Linked DNA regions of Macaca mulatta: region 1 is linked to region 2. The links are chromatin contacts, called in public Hi-C maps. All regions are on one chromosome and are shown on one strand. The core of a region is the stretch at or near the end of the contact, and the rest is flanking DNA. Distances in the headings are between cores, read along the strand shown. Region 1 holds the start of EMC4 (ER membrane protein complex subunit 4). Region 2 holds the start of EMC7 (ER membrane protein complex subunit 7).

Region 1 (7,381 bases), core at 3,063-5,562, 120 kb before region 2:
AGCCTGGCTGACAGAGCAGGACCTTGTTTCAAAAATACAACTTGGCCAGGCGTGGTGGCTCACACCTGTAATCCCAGCACTTTGGGAAGCCGAGGTGGGTGGATCACCTGAGGTCAGGAGCACACCACCAGCCTGGCCAACATGGTGAAACCCCATCTCTACTAAAAATACAAAAATTAGCCGGGTACAGTGGCAGACACCTGTAATTCCAGCTACTAGGGAGGCTGAGGCAGGAGAATTGCTTGAACCCAGGGGGCGGAGGTTGCAGTGAGCCAAGATGGCGCCACTGTACTCCAGCCTGGGCAACAGAGTGAGACTCCCTCTCAAAAAAATAAAAATAACAACTTAAAAACTCCTAATGGCTCTTATTTTTTAAGAAACCCTAGGCCAGGCACAGTGGCTCACGCCCGTAATCCTAGCGCTTTGGGAGGCCGAGGCAGGCAAATCACTTGAGGTCAGGAGTTCAAAACCAGCCTGGCCAACATGGTGAAACCCCGTCTCTACTAAAAGATACATAAAAATTAGCTGGGCGTGGTGGCGGGCGCCTATAATCCCAGCCACTTGGAAGGCTGAGGCAGGAGAATTGCTTGAACCCAGGAGGCGGAGGTTGCTGAGATCATGCCACTGCACTCCAGCCTGGGTGACAGAGCAAGACTCCGCCCCACCCCCCCCCCCGGCCAAAAAAAAAAAAAAAAAACTCTAATACCAATTCTAATTCCCTACCATCAAGTAGGTCAGCTATTCGCTGTCCACTACAACTACCCAAAATTCAGCTTTTCTTTTGCCTTACCTCAGGGGGCTCAATGAAGGCCAACCAATCCGATGCATGTGTAGGTAACAGTCCCATGGACTGGCACTTGTAAACAGCCAACGCCAAACCCATCAGGTTCCCAATGAGATAGACCAAACCCTGAAGAAACTTCTGGCTTGAACTTTCTAACATCTTGAAAGCTGTTGGGGTAACAGAAGTTGTCAAACAAAAAGAACTCTTTCCCCCAATATGAATCAAGCCAACCATATATTAAATTCATATAGACAGACCCATAGTAAGACAGCAAATAGGACCATTAAAGGCAAAGAGAAAACCATGGTAAGCACTACATTCCCCTCCATGCCACCACCATTACCCCACTCCCCTACATACTCGTTAGCCAAAAACTGTCCCTAAGAATATGCCTTTCTTTCTTTCTTTTGAGATGGAGTCTTGTTCTGTCGCCCAGGCTGGAGTGCAGTGGTGTGATCTCAGCTCACTGCACCCTCCGCCTCCCAGGTTCAAGTGATTCTCCTGTCTCAGCCTCCCGAGCAGCTGGGATTACAGGCGTGTGCCACCACGCCCAGCTAATTTTTGCAGTTTTAGTACAGACAAGGTTTCATCATGTTGGCCAGGTTGGTCTTGAACTCCTGACGTCAGATGATCCACCCACCTTGGCCTCCCAAAGTGCTGGGACTACAGGCGTGAGCCACCATGCCCAGCCTGCCTTTAATTCTTCAAACTTATGGAAGGGTTATTGTTTCAAGAATACTTACTGGCTGAAATGGCCATAAGTGCCTGAATGGGTCGCCAGGCCATCATACACACCATCATAGTAGGGAAGATGGAGATAGTATTGCCTGCCATGTACATGATGAAGAGGTTCATGGGAATCTGTTTGAGGGGACCCAAGGCGATGTCCCAGCAGCGCTAAAACAAACACACAATTTTAACCCTCTGATCACCACCCTTAGTCCCACATTTGCCATATCACTGATGCTAAATCACATGAACAGAATTCCCAATTCTCTGCTTCTAACTGAGCTGACTCCTCAATTCTATGACCTCTTCCCTTCTCCATGTTGCCACAGGAGGGCTCTCTCTTCTACTAAAGATAAAAGTACCATCATCATCCGTTGTACCTTTCCCTATAGGTTTTCCAGATGTCATTTTTTCTCCTGATTTTGGAAAAAAGATCTCCCTGCTTTTGTCCTAGTACTTCTGTATCTATCAATGTCCTATCTACAACTGAAGAAATAGATAAATCCACATAATGGGAGATTAGCACACCACAGTCAATAACTAATGGAACCATTGAACTAATTTAGTTCCAGAAAAAAATAATAGAATTAGCAGGTAAATCAAGACATAGAAGATTTGAATGACATTAACAAAACCCAACTGACATGTAATGCTGCAGTCAACAATTACAGAGTTCACACTCTTTTCAAGCATAAGATATTTACAAAACCTGACCACTCGCTGAGCTATGAAGAAAATGTCAATCTCAAAGAATGCAAATTGTACAAACATATTCTTTGACTACGATATTAAACTAGAAATAATTTTATAATTAGAAAATCTCATGTTTGGGAATTAACAATGATACATGAAGAAATTATAATGGAAAACAGAATTGTATGATAGCAAAAGTACCACATTTTAAAACTTGTGGGACACAGCTACAGCTCTGAGAAATTTATAACCTTAAATACTATTGGGTTGCTGCAAAAGTAATTGCGGTTTTTGCCATTAAAAGTAATGGCAATCTGGCTGGGCGTGGTGCCTCACGCCTGTAATCCCAGCACTTTGGGAGGCCGAGGTGGGTGGATTACCTGAGGTCAGGAGTTTCAGACCAACCTGGCCAACGTGGTGAAACCCCATCTCTACTAAAAATACAAAAAAATTTAGCCAAGCGTGGTGGCAGGTGCCTGTAATCCCAGCTACTCGGGAGGCTGAGGTAGGAGAATTGCTTGAACCCGGGAGTCAGAAGTTGCAGTGAGTCAAGGTCATGCTATTGCATTCCAGCCTGGGTGACAACAGCAAGACTGTCTCAAAAGAAAAGAAGTAATGGCAGTCTAAAAATAAAGTAAGCATCCATTTCAAGAAACTAGAAAAAACCCAAGAATTTTTGAAAAGATTAATAAAATCAATACTGGTGATGGGTACAGTGACCTGTAAAAATAAATGAAAATAACTTTTAAAAAATCAATACTGGTAAGCCGAAAAGGAGAGGAGACAAATATTCAACATCAGGAATGAAAAAACGAACATCACAGATCTTGCATATATGGAAGTGATCATTATTATGAACAACTTTATGTCAATACATTTGAAATTTTAGGAAATCGGTAACTTCCTAGAAAAAATGTAACAAAATGACAGCAGAAATTAGAAAGAAATATAAATAGCCCCGGGCAGAGCATGGTGGCTCATGCTTGTAATCCCAGCACTTTGGGAGGCCCAGGCGGATGGATCACCTGAGGTCAGGAGTTCAAGACCAGCCTGGCAAACATGGTGATACCCTGTCTGTAACTAAAAATACAAAAATTAGCCAGGCAACTGCAGAAATCTAGATGAAGGATGGTGGCTTGGATCGGGATGAGAGGTGAACACAGCAAAAAGTAGTAAGGAAAGTCAACAACATCCTGACAGTTGGATGTGTGGTGTAAGGGAACTAGAATAGAAAAAGATCACTTCAACTGGAAGATGTTGCCACCAAAAGATAGTTTTCAACCTACTTTCTTACACCTTATGTTCCAAACATCTTTTATTTTTCAAACTGTTAAGCACTTTTGTAGGTGATATATAAAATACCGAAATACCAGTTTCAAGCAGTTTAGTTTCCAAATATTCAGGATAAGAGCTATCTACGTTAATTCCACCTGGGAGAAGAGGATGGGTGAATAAGTCAGGACTGGCCCAAGGACTGCGGTAACATCTATACCTCTGTACCTTCTCCACCAGGATCCGATCTGTCTCTTGCACGCTGGTATCAGGCACTTGCTTGTCCAAGTAACCGACTGGGTAGAGAGAGTCTCCCTGGCCACTGCCCCGGTCACTTCGACCCCTAAAAAACCAAACCAAGAAATTAAAGCTGCAAACTCCGACACTTCTTATCCCACATTTCCTGATCTACCAATCATAGCAATAAAGATCTTCAGATGCACCTACTCAGATTAGACCAAGCCCCCTCGTGTGTTCCTCAGTCCCTTGACTTATCAGGACTGATGTAAGCATTCTTTGAGCACAGAAACCTTCACAGCAGGAAAGCCGCTACGTCCCCAGGTGATGTCTGTGTGCCACCCATCTTTTTCAAAGTTATGCCTGAGGGCTCAGGTCTCATTACTCTGGTGCAGTTCTGGGACGAACAGGGATGTACAGCTTGCCCAGGTGCCTCACCGGCTGCCTCCTCCAGGCCCGCTTAGCTCAATGGCCCACTTGAAGCGCCGGCCTCGGTTAGCCACCAGACCCCCCTGGGCCGTCATGGCAACAGCTGCGTGCTACAGCCGCGAAGCTTCTCACTCCAAAGCGTACTCCGCAACAGGCCCACCGGCGTTCCCCGCTTTGTCGCACTCTGCAAATACACTTCCGGCGCGTTAATACAGACGTCATTTCCGCCCTGGAAATTGGCGGCGTTGCGGGTTGAAGAGTCCCGGTTTGGATTTAGAAAATCAGGGAGGGAAAAAAAGCAGGCAAGACTTGGTGCTTCCTAAAGCCACTTCCGCGCGCTCCCTTTTTGAATGTGCTTGTTATATGTTCCCTGACCTCTGAGGTGCACTTCATGGGGCTGAAGGAACGTCCCTACTGACTCAGCATTAAGAATTGGTGGGCGGATCACCTGAGGTCAGGAGTTCGACACCAGCCTGGCTAACATGGTGAAACCCCGTCTCTACTAAAAATACAAAAAAAATTAGCCGGGCGTGGTGGCGGCGCCTGTAATCCCAGCTCCTTAGGGGGCTGAGGCAGGAGAATCGCTTGAACCCGGGAGGCGGAGGTTGCAATGAGCCGAGATCACACCACTGTACGCCAGCCTGGGTTACAGAGTGAGACTCCGTCTCAAAAAAAAAAAAAAAAGAAAGAAAGAAAAAAAGAATTGAAGCCAAGAAAAGCTTCTTAACCTCCTACGCGCTCCCTGGAACAAAAGATTCAAATCCTGGATTTAAATCCTAGCTTGACCTTGAGCGAGTTCCTTAGTAGTTTCTGAGTATTGAATGTCCACTGTGTCCCAGGAGCTCGGTGTTTCTTTTATTTCACTTGCACAGTAACCTTGCGAGGTAAACAGTTTTAACCACATTCTGCACAAAGGCAAGGCGACATTGTGGGCATGGAAAGGGACATGGGCTCGGTATTCAGATAGCCTGCGTTTGTTGTTGTTGTTTGTTTTGGCTTTGTTTTTTTTTGAGACAGGGTTTTACTCCGTTGCTGAGGCTGTAGTGCCGTGGCGCTATCACGGCTCACTGCAGCCTCGACTTCCCGGGCTCAAACGATCTTCCCACCTGAGCGTTCCGAGGAGCTAGGACCACAGGGCGCGCCACCACGCCCAGTTTTTTTGTTTGTTTGTTTTTGTTTTTTTGAGACAGTTTAGCTATGTTGCCCAGGCTGCTCTCAAACTCTTGGGTTCAAGTGACTCTCCTGCCTTGGCCTCCCAAAATGTCGAGATTACAGGCATGAATGAGCCACTGCACCCAGCAGATGGCCTCCTTTTGAATCCTGGTTTCACCACTTAAAAATTGTATGACCTTGGGCAAGTTAAATCAATTGTGTTTCAGCCTCTTCATGTAAAAGTTGGATAATCTGCCAATTTTCAAGGCTTGTGAGATTAGTGCCCACCACATATGTGGTGTTTGGTTGGTTCGTTTGTTTGAGACGGAGTTTTGCTCTTGGTTGCCCAGGCTGGAGTGCAATGGCACGATCTCAGCTCACTGGAACCTCCGCCTCCAGGGTTCAAGCGATTCTCCTGCCTCAGCCTCCCAAGTAGCAGGGATTACAGGCATGCGCCACCACGCCCAGCTAATTTTGTATTTTTAATAGAGACGGGGTTTCTCCATGTTGGTCAGGCTGTTCTCGAACTCCCGACCTCAGGTGATCTGCCTGCCTGGGCCTCCCAAAGTGCTAGGATATGTGGTGTTTTTAATGATGTGTTACATCATTGCCAAATCACACCACTGATGTGTTTTTAATGACATGTCATTAAATAATGTATGTCATTCTTTCAAGTGATTGGGTTTTGTATTGAATTGTATACCTTTTTCATAATTTAGCCTATTATTGGACATTTGTTTCCTGTTTTTCTTCCTTTTATAACCAGTGTTGCTGTGAACATATCTGTATGTTTTATTTCCTAAAGTTAGAGTCCTAGAAGTGAAATTGGAATTGCTGGATCAAAGAGTATGCATGTTTTTAAAGAATTTTCATTTTAAATGCCCACTAGGAGCCAGGCATGGTGGCTCACACCTGTCATCGCAGAACTTTGGGAGGCTGAGGCAGGAGGATTGCTTTAGCTCAGGAGTTCAAGACCAGCCTGGGCAACATAGTGAGACCTTGTCTCTGCAAACAACAAAAAGAATTAAAATGCCCACTAGGATAAATGGCACCATTTACATTTCACAGTGTAAAATTTTTTTAATAGTTTGAATTGGTACTACATTATTTTTTAATTTGTATTTCTTTGACTCCAAGTTATTTGATATGGCTGGAGTTGGGGGGAAGGAGATGCTGTGGGAGGTAAAGTTGAAAAAGGCTTCCTTGGCCGGGCGCAGTGGCTCACGTCTGCAATCCCAGCACTTTGGGAGGCCAAGGCGGGCAGATCACAAGGTTACGGGATCGAGACCATCCTGGCTAACGCAGGGAAACCCCGTCTCTACTCAAAATACAAAAAATTAGCCGGGCGTGGTGGTGGGCGCCTGTAACCCCAGCTACTCGGGAGGCTGAGGCAGGAGAATGGCGTGAACCCGGGAGGCAGAGCTTGCAGTGAGCTGAGATCCGGCCAGTGCACTCCAGCCTGGGCGACAGAGCGAGACTCCCATCTCAAAAAAAAAAAAAAAAGAAAAGAAAAGAAAAGAAAAGAAAAAGGCTTCCTTGGCCAACTAAACAGTTGGGACTCTTGAAGATGATAGTGATGTAGAGAGGCTGAAGATTGCCACCTCCACTTTGTTTTCTGATTTTGAAAACGTGTTCATAGCAGACTGCTTAAACAAGGCAGAAATGGAAGTCTTTTGCCTCTTCAGCCCATCGTAAAATGTGTATCTATCTGATTGTAGGAAGACCTAACTATAGATTTTTTGCTCCTTTCTGCTTTTTGTCTTTACCATGTTCTCTCTGATGAACCTTATATTCATCTTAAGCTTCTGACCCTACTGGGCATTCCTCTTTGTTGCATTATATTCTGCATAATAGCACTTACCACGTTGCATTTTGTTAACGTCCCCTAAGCACTTATCTCTACCCCTCTATAGGCTACCCTAAATCCCCTAAGGTCAGAAGCTATATATTATCTTTGAGCCTGTTGCCTAGAACATAGAAGGTATGGAATAAATGTTTAGCGAATGTGAGTAAATTAAATTGAAAGTAAACAAATACCAAGATGTGAATGTACTGTAACTATACTTATGCAAAATAAAACATAAA
Region 2 (7,511 bases), core at 1,325-3,824:
TAGTAGAGACAGGGTTTCACCGTGTTAGCCAGGCTGGTCTTGAACTCCTGATCTCAGGTGATCCATCCAGGTCGGCCTCCCAATCTTGGAGTTATTTCTAAACAGCACTTGTCTCTAATCCTAATGGAACAGATGTATATGATGATCGGTATTTAATAATTTTTTTTCGTGTGGTAAATTTCAAAGCATGGAACAACACAAAGCGGAACATCACATTCAGCACAAAAATAGCGTGTTTCTTTCCGGATCCTTTTGCCATCCTTGTCGTATTGGGAGCAGCAAATTTTGCAGCGACCAGTTGGATTCTGTTTCCCTGACGTTGGTGGTATGCTCTTGGGGAAATGTCTTCCAGACAGACGAAGAGGTGTGACATCATCAGAGCACGGACGACCTCGAAGGTGTTGCTGCCCTGGCTTGTGATGCTCTTCCAGCATTCTTTCAATCAATGCCAGTCTGAAGTTTATATGGCTCATAGTGTGCTCAGGGTTGTCCTTCTTGAACAGGATGTAGGAGTTCAGCACTGTAATGTGTAGAAGGTGGTGAAAGAATTTCTTATACCAAACCTTGTGTCTTTTGCGCTCAGATGGATAAGAAGTAAGCATCTGATCAGCCGAGTCCACCGCTCCCATATTCTCGTTATAATCCACAATGACACGTGGCTTTTTAGTTTTCTTTCCATTTCTGTTGTTTACTTCAATCATGGTATCATTGTGGAATGTTGACAACATTGTCACCTCCTTCTCGTCACACCATTTCAGTGCCATCAGTTCACCACAGAATCTGGCTACAGTCGTCCCCTTTGCAATCCTTTTTTTCAGATCATTTGGAATCTGTTTTCTGTTCAAACGAGCTGTCCCAACTGCATCAGTCCTATTTTGATGTAATTCTCTGAAAAGCATGGGAGATATATTAAAGTTATCGAGGAAGACACAATACCCTTGGCCAAGAAGGTCATTGACCAAGGTAAGAACAATGCGCGATGATTTCAGGCCATCGGCTGAATCTTTCAAATTCATACCAGGCCCTGTGTGAACAAGCGCATTCCACACGTAACCAGATTGACTTTCACAAAGTACATATAGCTTCAGACCAAATCGTACTCGTTTTGTCGGGATGTACTGCTTCATAGCTAACGGCCCCTTGAACAGCATCAGTGATTCATCAACTGCAATGTTTCTGTTTGGAGTATATACAGTTGAAAATTTATTTACAAGAAAGTCGAACACAGGTTTGATCTTCTGCAATGAAATATGGGCCTTTGATTGACCAGCAGATATAGAAGAATTGTTGACAAAATGCAGGCACCGAAACAAAAGTAAAAATCTTTCACCAGTCATAATTTGCCTGAGATAAGGTGTATCCAAAAGAGGCCTTGTTGACCAAAACATCTCCAGCTCAGGTTTCTGCACAATACCTTGCAGTAACATTACTGCAAAAAAGACTTTGAGCTCGTCATTGTCAGTGTCTTTCCATTTATCCATTCGCGAAAATCCTTTCGGACCCGGTGGCTTTGAAGCCAACAAGGCAGCTTGGGCATTTGTTTCTCTAGTAATTTTTGAAACTAATTCCTCAGTAAAGAACAGTTCAAAATACTGCAATGGGTCAGTGATATCACTGACATCGACTTTTCTGCCAGGTGTGCCGGTAAAGTCATACCTTTGACGTGGAATCATAGCACGAGCTGACCATTTCATAGAGCGCCCTGAGTCAGATGATGTAGGGCTCTTTCCATCAGGTTCTAAATGGGACAGAGGCCTGATCTTATCGTCTTCTAAAGCACTATCCGAAAAAGTATCGGAATCGTCTATTTCCGAAAAATCAGATTCATCAAATGAATCTTCGGCCAGCAACTGTTCGAGACCGGTATTACCATCACGCATAGGAATGCTACGTTTTCTAGAATTTGACATTTCGGCGACTGAGAATTACTATATTTTGTAAATGGAAATACCACTACTAAAAACAGAATGCTATAAACAGAATGATGTCTTTTGTTTCAAAAGTCAATATACCAGAACCATGCGAAAATAACAGAAGCGAGATATTTCGTGGCAAACTGTGGGAGTAAGGTTGTGACTGTAATACACGCGTTATCTCGGCGTAAACGCTGCAGTCGCCGCACAGCAGCGCGTAATCAAGGGGCTAAGGAGAAATGGGTTAAACGCACATAGAAGCCTTTCATCTCATACGTCTTGGGGAGTCTCTAGTTTTTTGAAAGGTCTCTTCCGGATGGTGTTTCTCCCGAAGCCAGTCTCGTCATCTTTTATTCCCGTGAGGTCCTTGGCCTCCGTGGCTGCCACAGCAACACACACTTGACTTTCACCTCATGGGCAGTCCCCTTCATGGGCACTTGACACACGCTCTATGCGCCGCCTTCCAATCCAGAGTGCCGGGAGTTTAGGGCGGTACTTCCGCCTTACTTCCGCCTCGCTAGTCGATCGGCCATGATTTCTTCCCTCTGGTTGGATCCCACAGCTTATGACAGAAACGGGCGCCCAGTGATGACAACATCAAGCCGCCGGCGGCGGCGGTGGCGGCCGGGAGACTGGGAGGGCTTCCGGGGCTGCCGGCCTGAGTGTAGAGCTGCTGTCATGGCGGCCGCTCTGTGGGGCTTCTTTCCCGTGCTGCTGCTGCTGCTGCTATCAGGGGATGTCCAGAGCTCGGAGGTGCCCGGGGCTGCTGCCGAGGGATCGGGAGGGAGTGGGGTCGGCATAGGAGATCGCTTCAAGATTGAGGGGCGTGCAGTTGTTCCAGGGGTGAAACCTCAGGACTGGATCTCGGCGGCCCGAGTGCTCGTAGACGGAGAAGAGCACGTCGGTTTCCTTAAGTGAGCATCCTGAGGGCAGCGGGAAAAAGGCTGGGATGGAGGCCGGACAGGGACCCCACCAGGAGAGTTAAGTGTCAGGGCGGGACAACGTCGCTGTCTCAGACTGAAGGGGAGGGTGCCGCTAACGGTCTATGCCGGGAGACCTTGGGAGGCAGTCGGATGCTTTCCCTTTCCCGGTCCTGTACCTCTGGAATGAGCATGGCAGGCGCTCACCCCCTGCCATGGTCAGAGCATGGAGTCAGTTATTTTCAACCTTGTTTTGGCCCCATGTGGGGACGATCATTCCTGGGTCCTGGGGACAAGTGGACCTTTATTAGCCTCTTGTTGGATTCTTTCTTTTATATCTCATCTGGTTTCCCGAGAACCTAGTCGTTTCTTGCATTCACTTCAGTCTTTTGGTAGCTTGATATTATGTAGAAAGATGCGACACAGGTGGGAATTCTCAAAACCCAAAGGGCTTCTAGTGACGACATAGACTGGGAGGCTAATGTTACTGCTTCTAAAATTAACAGGCCCTGAAATCCCTAATCAAAGCACTTTTTTTGTTTGTTTGTTTTGGCTTGGGGGTGCGATTGTTGTTCTTTTTTACACTTGAATTCATCGAGGGATTTGCTATATATCACACTTGTCATTTTTGTGAAAGTAGGGTTTCTCTACATTGCTTTCTTCTGTCCTTTCGTGCTATTAGTGGAAGTGGGATTTCTGTCTATATTAAAAGACAGGACGAATTTGTTAGCACTAGTTTTGCAGCAGCCTGCTTTGGAAATGTCTAGGCACACCTACGTTGTTTTAAATCTTTCCACCCTTACTTAGTAGGTGAAACTGTAAACTGAAAGAAAATAATTAGGAAGTGTTTCCTTTGGTGGGTTCGTACACCAGCAAATGGTATCTGAACATCAGACAACTTAAATGTGGACATTTAAATCCAAATCTGATTTACATATTTGTTCAGATCATCTAAGTGCCCTTGAGTGGTAATTCCAACCTCAGATTAATAAATAGTGACAAATTTACAACCAGTATTTTACTGCCATCTGTCATTAAGAATCTGGCATTAGGACATTCTTTAGAGTTTACCCTAATTAATGATGTTTTAATGATACAGTTCTCATAAAGCTTTAGGAATGAGCCTTAATTGACCATTTGGCCACTCTTCTGCTGTATACAGTTCTTTTAAAAAGCAGAGCTTTTAGAAAGCTACAGAGCAAAACCCTGTCTCAGGAAAAAAAGAAAAGTTGATGGAGAATTAATGTGAGGAGTTTATGATGATAATCTTATTGGAAAAGGGGTAGGTAATTTGTATTGTAGCTGTTTGAAAATAGTATATTAGAAACAAAGTAGGGAAACAACCCTTAATGTTTCATTGTATCTTTTTTTTTTTTTTGGAGACAAGGTCTTGTTCTGTCATTCAACCTGGAGTGCAGTGGTGATATGATAGTTCATGGCAGCCTCGAACTTCTGTACTCAAGCGATCCTCCTGTCTCAGCCTCCTGAGTAGCTAGGACTACAGGCGGACGCCACCATGTCCAGCTAATTTTTAAATTTTTTTTGTAGAGACAGGGTCTTGCTGTGTTGCGCAGTGTGGTCTCAAACTCCTGGCCTCAAGTGATACTTCTGCCTCAGCCTGTCACATTTTTGGGATTACAGGCGTGAGCCATGGTGCCTGCCATTTTTCCAGCTTCATTTGGAATCATATGACTTATGTTTTTACTAGTAAAATATAATATATAGTAGTTTGTAACCTGCTTTTTTCACTTAATGTTCTTGAACACGTTTTGATACCATTTCATGTTCTTTCATTTGTATGTAGAAAGGTTGATGGAGAATTGCCAGGCACGGTGGCTCACACCTGTAATCTTAGCACTTTTGGGAGGCTGAGGTGGGAGGATTGCTTGAGCCCAGGAGTTTCAGACCAGCTGGGGCAACATAGTGGGGCACCATCTCTACCAAAAATAAATAATTAGCCAGGAGTGGTGGTGTGCACCTATAGTCCAAGCTACTCGGGAGGCTGAGGTGGGAGGATTGCTTGAGCTGAGGCAGTTGAGGCTGTAGTGAACTGTGTGATCGTGCCATTGCACTCCAGCCTGGGCTACAGAGCAAAACTCTGTCTCTCAGGAAAAGAAGAAAGGTTGATGGAGAATTAATATGAGGAGGTTATGGTGATAATCTTATTGGAAAAGGGGTAGGTAATTTGTATTGTAGCTGTTTTGCATGACTAGCGCAGGGCTTTGACTTACGTTTGTGCTTATTGGAGGTGGCTTAGGACTTGGTTAATGGAGGTAAAGGGAATTGGGCCTGAAGATTCCTCATGCCATTTCTTGCTATCATCACAATATATATAAGCCATAATTTATTTAAACAGTCCTCTGTTTTTGGACAGGTGGTTTTCAGGTTTTGTTTTTTTTTAACATAGTAATATTATATTCTATACTTTTTTGAACTTTTTATTATAGAAATTTTCAGACATGCATAAAATAGAATGGCATTCTACTGTTTTGTTTCATGTCTTTTGTGTACCTTCATTAATTTTTTTCTGAAATATTTTTAAATGGTTCTAAGCATAATATGATTTTACTTGTAAAAGCATTATTATGTATCTCCAAAAAATAAGGACTTAAACAAAAACCACATTACCATTATTGATTCAACAAAATAATCATGCATTAATATCATCTAGTAGTCCCATTTTTATGTTTCCTCAGTTATCTCAAAAATGTTTTTTATATAATTGTTCTTTCAAATCAGGATCCAACAAGGCCTGCCTACATTTTGTAGAGTACATTTTTAAGGACAAATTTAATTTTTTTTTTTTTTTTTTTTTTGAGACAGAGTCTTGCTCTGTCGCCCAGGCTGGAGTGCAGTGGCACGATCTCAGCTCGCTGCAAGTTCTGCCTCCCAGGTTCATGGCATTCTCCTGCTTCAGCCTCCCGAGTAGCTGGGACTACAGGCGCCCACCATCATGCCTGGCTAATTTTTTGTGTTTTTAGTAGAGACGGGGTTTCAACGTGTTAGCCAGGATGGTCTCGATCTTCTGACCTTGTGATCCGCCCACCTCGGCCTCCCAAAGTGCTGGGATTACAGGCGTGAGCCACTGCGCCTGGTCACAAATTTTAAATTTTGTATTGCAAACTTTATGTTACTTTTCTTAAGTAAAATGTTTACCTTAGGATGATAAATATATTTGCTTTTTAAAAAATTATTTCTGATATTATTTGTGTTCCACCATCATCAGTTTGCTTTTTTCTGGATCTAAAAAAATGTTTTAAAATTGGTTGAGTCAGGGCTGGGTGTGGTCAGGAACTCCAGAGGTCAGGAGTTCAAGATCAGCCTGGCCAACATGGTAAAACCCTGTCTCTAATAAAAATACAAAAAAAAAAAAAAATCAGCCAGGTGTAGTGGCGGTAGTCTGTAATCCCAGCTGCTAGGGAGGCTGAGGCAGGAGAATACTTAAACCCGGGAGGTAGAGGTTGCAGTGAACAGAGATCAGCCCATTGCACTCCATCCTGGGTGACAGAGCAAGACTCTGTCTCAAAAAGAAAGAGAGAGAGAGAGAGAGAGAAGGGACGGAGGGAGGGAAGGAGAAAGGAAGGAAGTAGAAAGGAAAAAGAAAGGAAAGGAAAGAAAGGAAGAAAGAAATTGGTTCAGTCAGGGTCCCATTAAGAAATAGAAGATGCACTCAAATTAGAGTAATTCAAGGAGAATTTAATGAAGGGACCAAACAGTGTAGTAATGGTGTGGGGAAACAGCCAGACTGTGCAGTACCCTGGAGCTTACAACCTCAAGGTTATTATCACCATCTCTAATCCTGAAGGAAGAGGAGAGTAGAGGTTACTAGAACCTTGAAGGGAAGAAAGCCTGCATTGAAAGACACAAGCCAGTCCCTTGACACAGCCAGTCAGAGGTGGCCTGTCAGTGAGAGAGCTGGGGGGAAAATACACTAAGCTCATTTTCTTTCCTTCCTCCAGTCTGCAAAGAGGAGAAAGGCAGAGAGTGGATCTAAAGGGCAAATGGAAGATGTCCAGCTCAGGCATAAGTTAACTTGTTTACATTTCAATTCTGGCTTAGTTTAGTGTGTGCTTTGGAGTAACATTTTTTCATCTTACTTTTTTTTTTTTTTTTTTGAGATGGAGTCTCTATCTGTCACCCAGGCTGCAGTGCGGTGGCTCAATCTTGACTCACTGCAACTTCCGCCTCCCAGGTTCAAGTGATTCTCCTGCCCAGACTCCCGAGTAGCTGGACTACAGGCGCGTGCCACCACACCCGGCTAATTTTTGTATTTTTAGTAGAGATGAGGTTTTACGGTATTAGGCAGGATGGTCTTGTCATCTTACTTTTTAGTAACTACTGTGGATATCATCAGTATTAGTTATTCCTTTAACTATGAAAGAGCCTATGAAGATTTAAGAAGCATTATTTTAATATATTATTATAATATTTGGAATTCTCTGATACAGTTGATCATTTTAGAACCATTTGTTTTCCTGAAACAGAAACTTTTTTCTCAAAATAGTAGTTTCTCATTTTTCAAACAGATTAATTTTGATCTGTGAAATGAAATTACCAGCTCTTGATAGAATGGTTTTCTAAGTCTAGGAAGTTTAGAAGAAATCAGTAAGGAAAAGATGGATGTTTTTAACTACGTAAACATTTTAAGCTTCTAGTAACCAAAGTAAATGGGAATTAT

What was found. Hi-C and Micro-C count contacts between places; a contact is called where the count stands out from the background.
Region 1: a Hi-C map of blood shows a contact between it and region 2, with 3 times the contacts expected there. The contact joins the promoter of EMC4 here to the promoter of EMC7 in region 2. A contact is called at or near these places in 5 of 14 Hi-C or Micro-C datasets (CD4 T cells, blood, fetal cortex germinal zone and 2 more).

What each region holds. Positions count from the first base shown.
Region 1 is chr7:11,417,925-11,425,305 of T2T-MMU8v2.0, reverse strand. EMC4 (ER membrane protein complex subunit 4) reads right to left here and starts at 4,312. Exons shown (of 5, transcript NM_001260989.1): 1 at 4,154-4,312; 2 at 3,707-3,821; 3 at 1,528-1,681; 4 at 791-951. The coding sequence starts at 4,239.
Region 2 is chr7:11,294,047-11,301,557 of T2T-MMU8v2.0, reverse strand. It overlaps EMC7 (ER membrane protein complex subunit 7), which reads left to right and starts at 2,574. Exons shown (of 5, transcript XM_001085740.5): 1 at 2,574-2,827. The coding sequence starts at 2,592. It overlaps PGBD4 (piggyBac transposable element derived 4), which reads right to left and starts at 2,368. Exons shown (of 1, transcript XM_015141794.3): 1 at 1-2,368. The coding sequence starts at 1,910. The coding sequence ends at 153.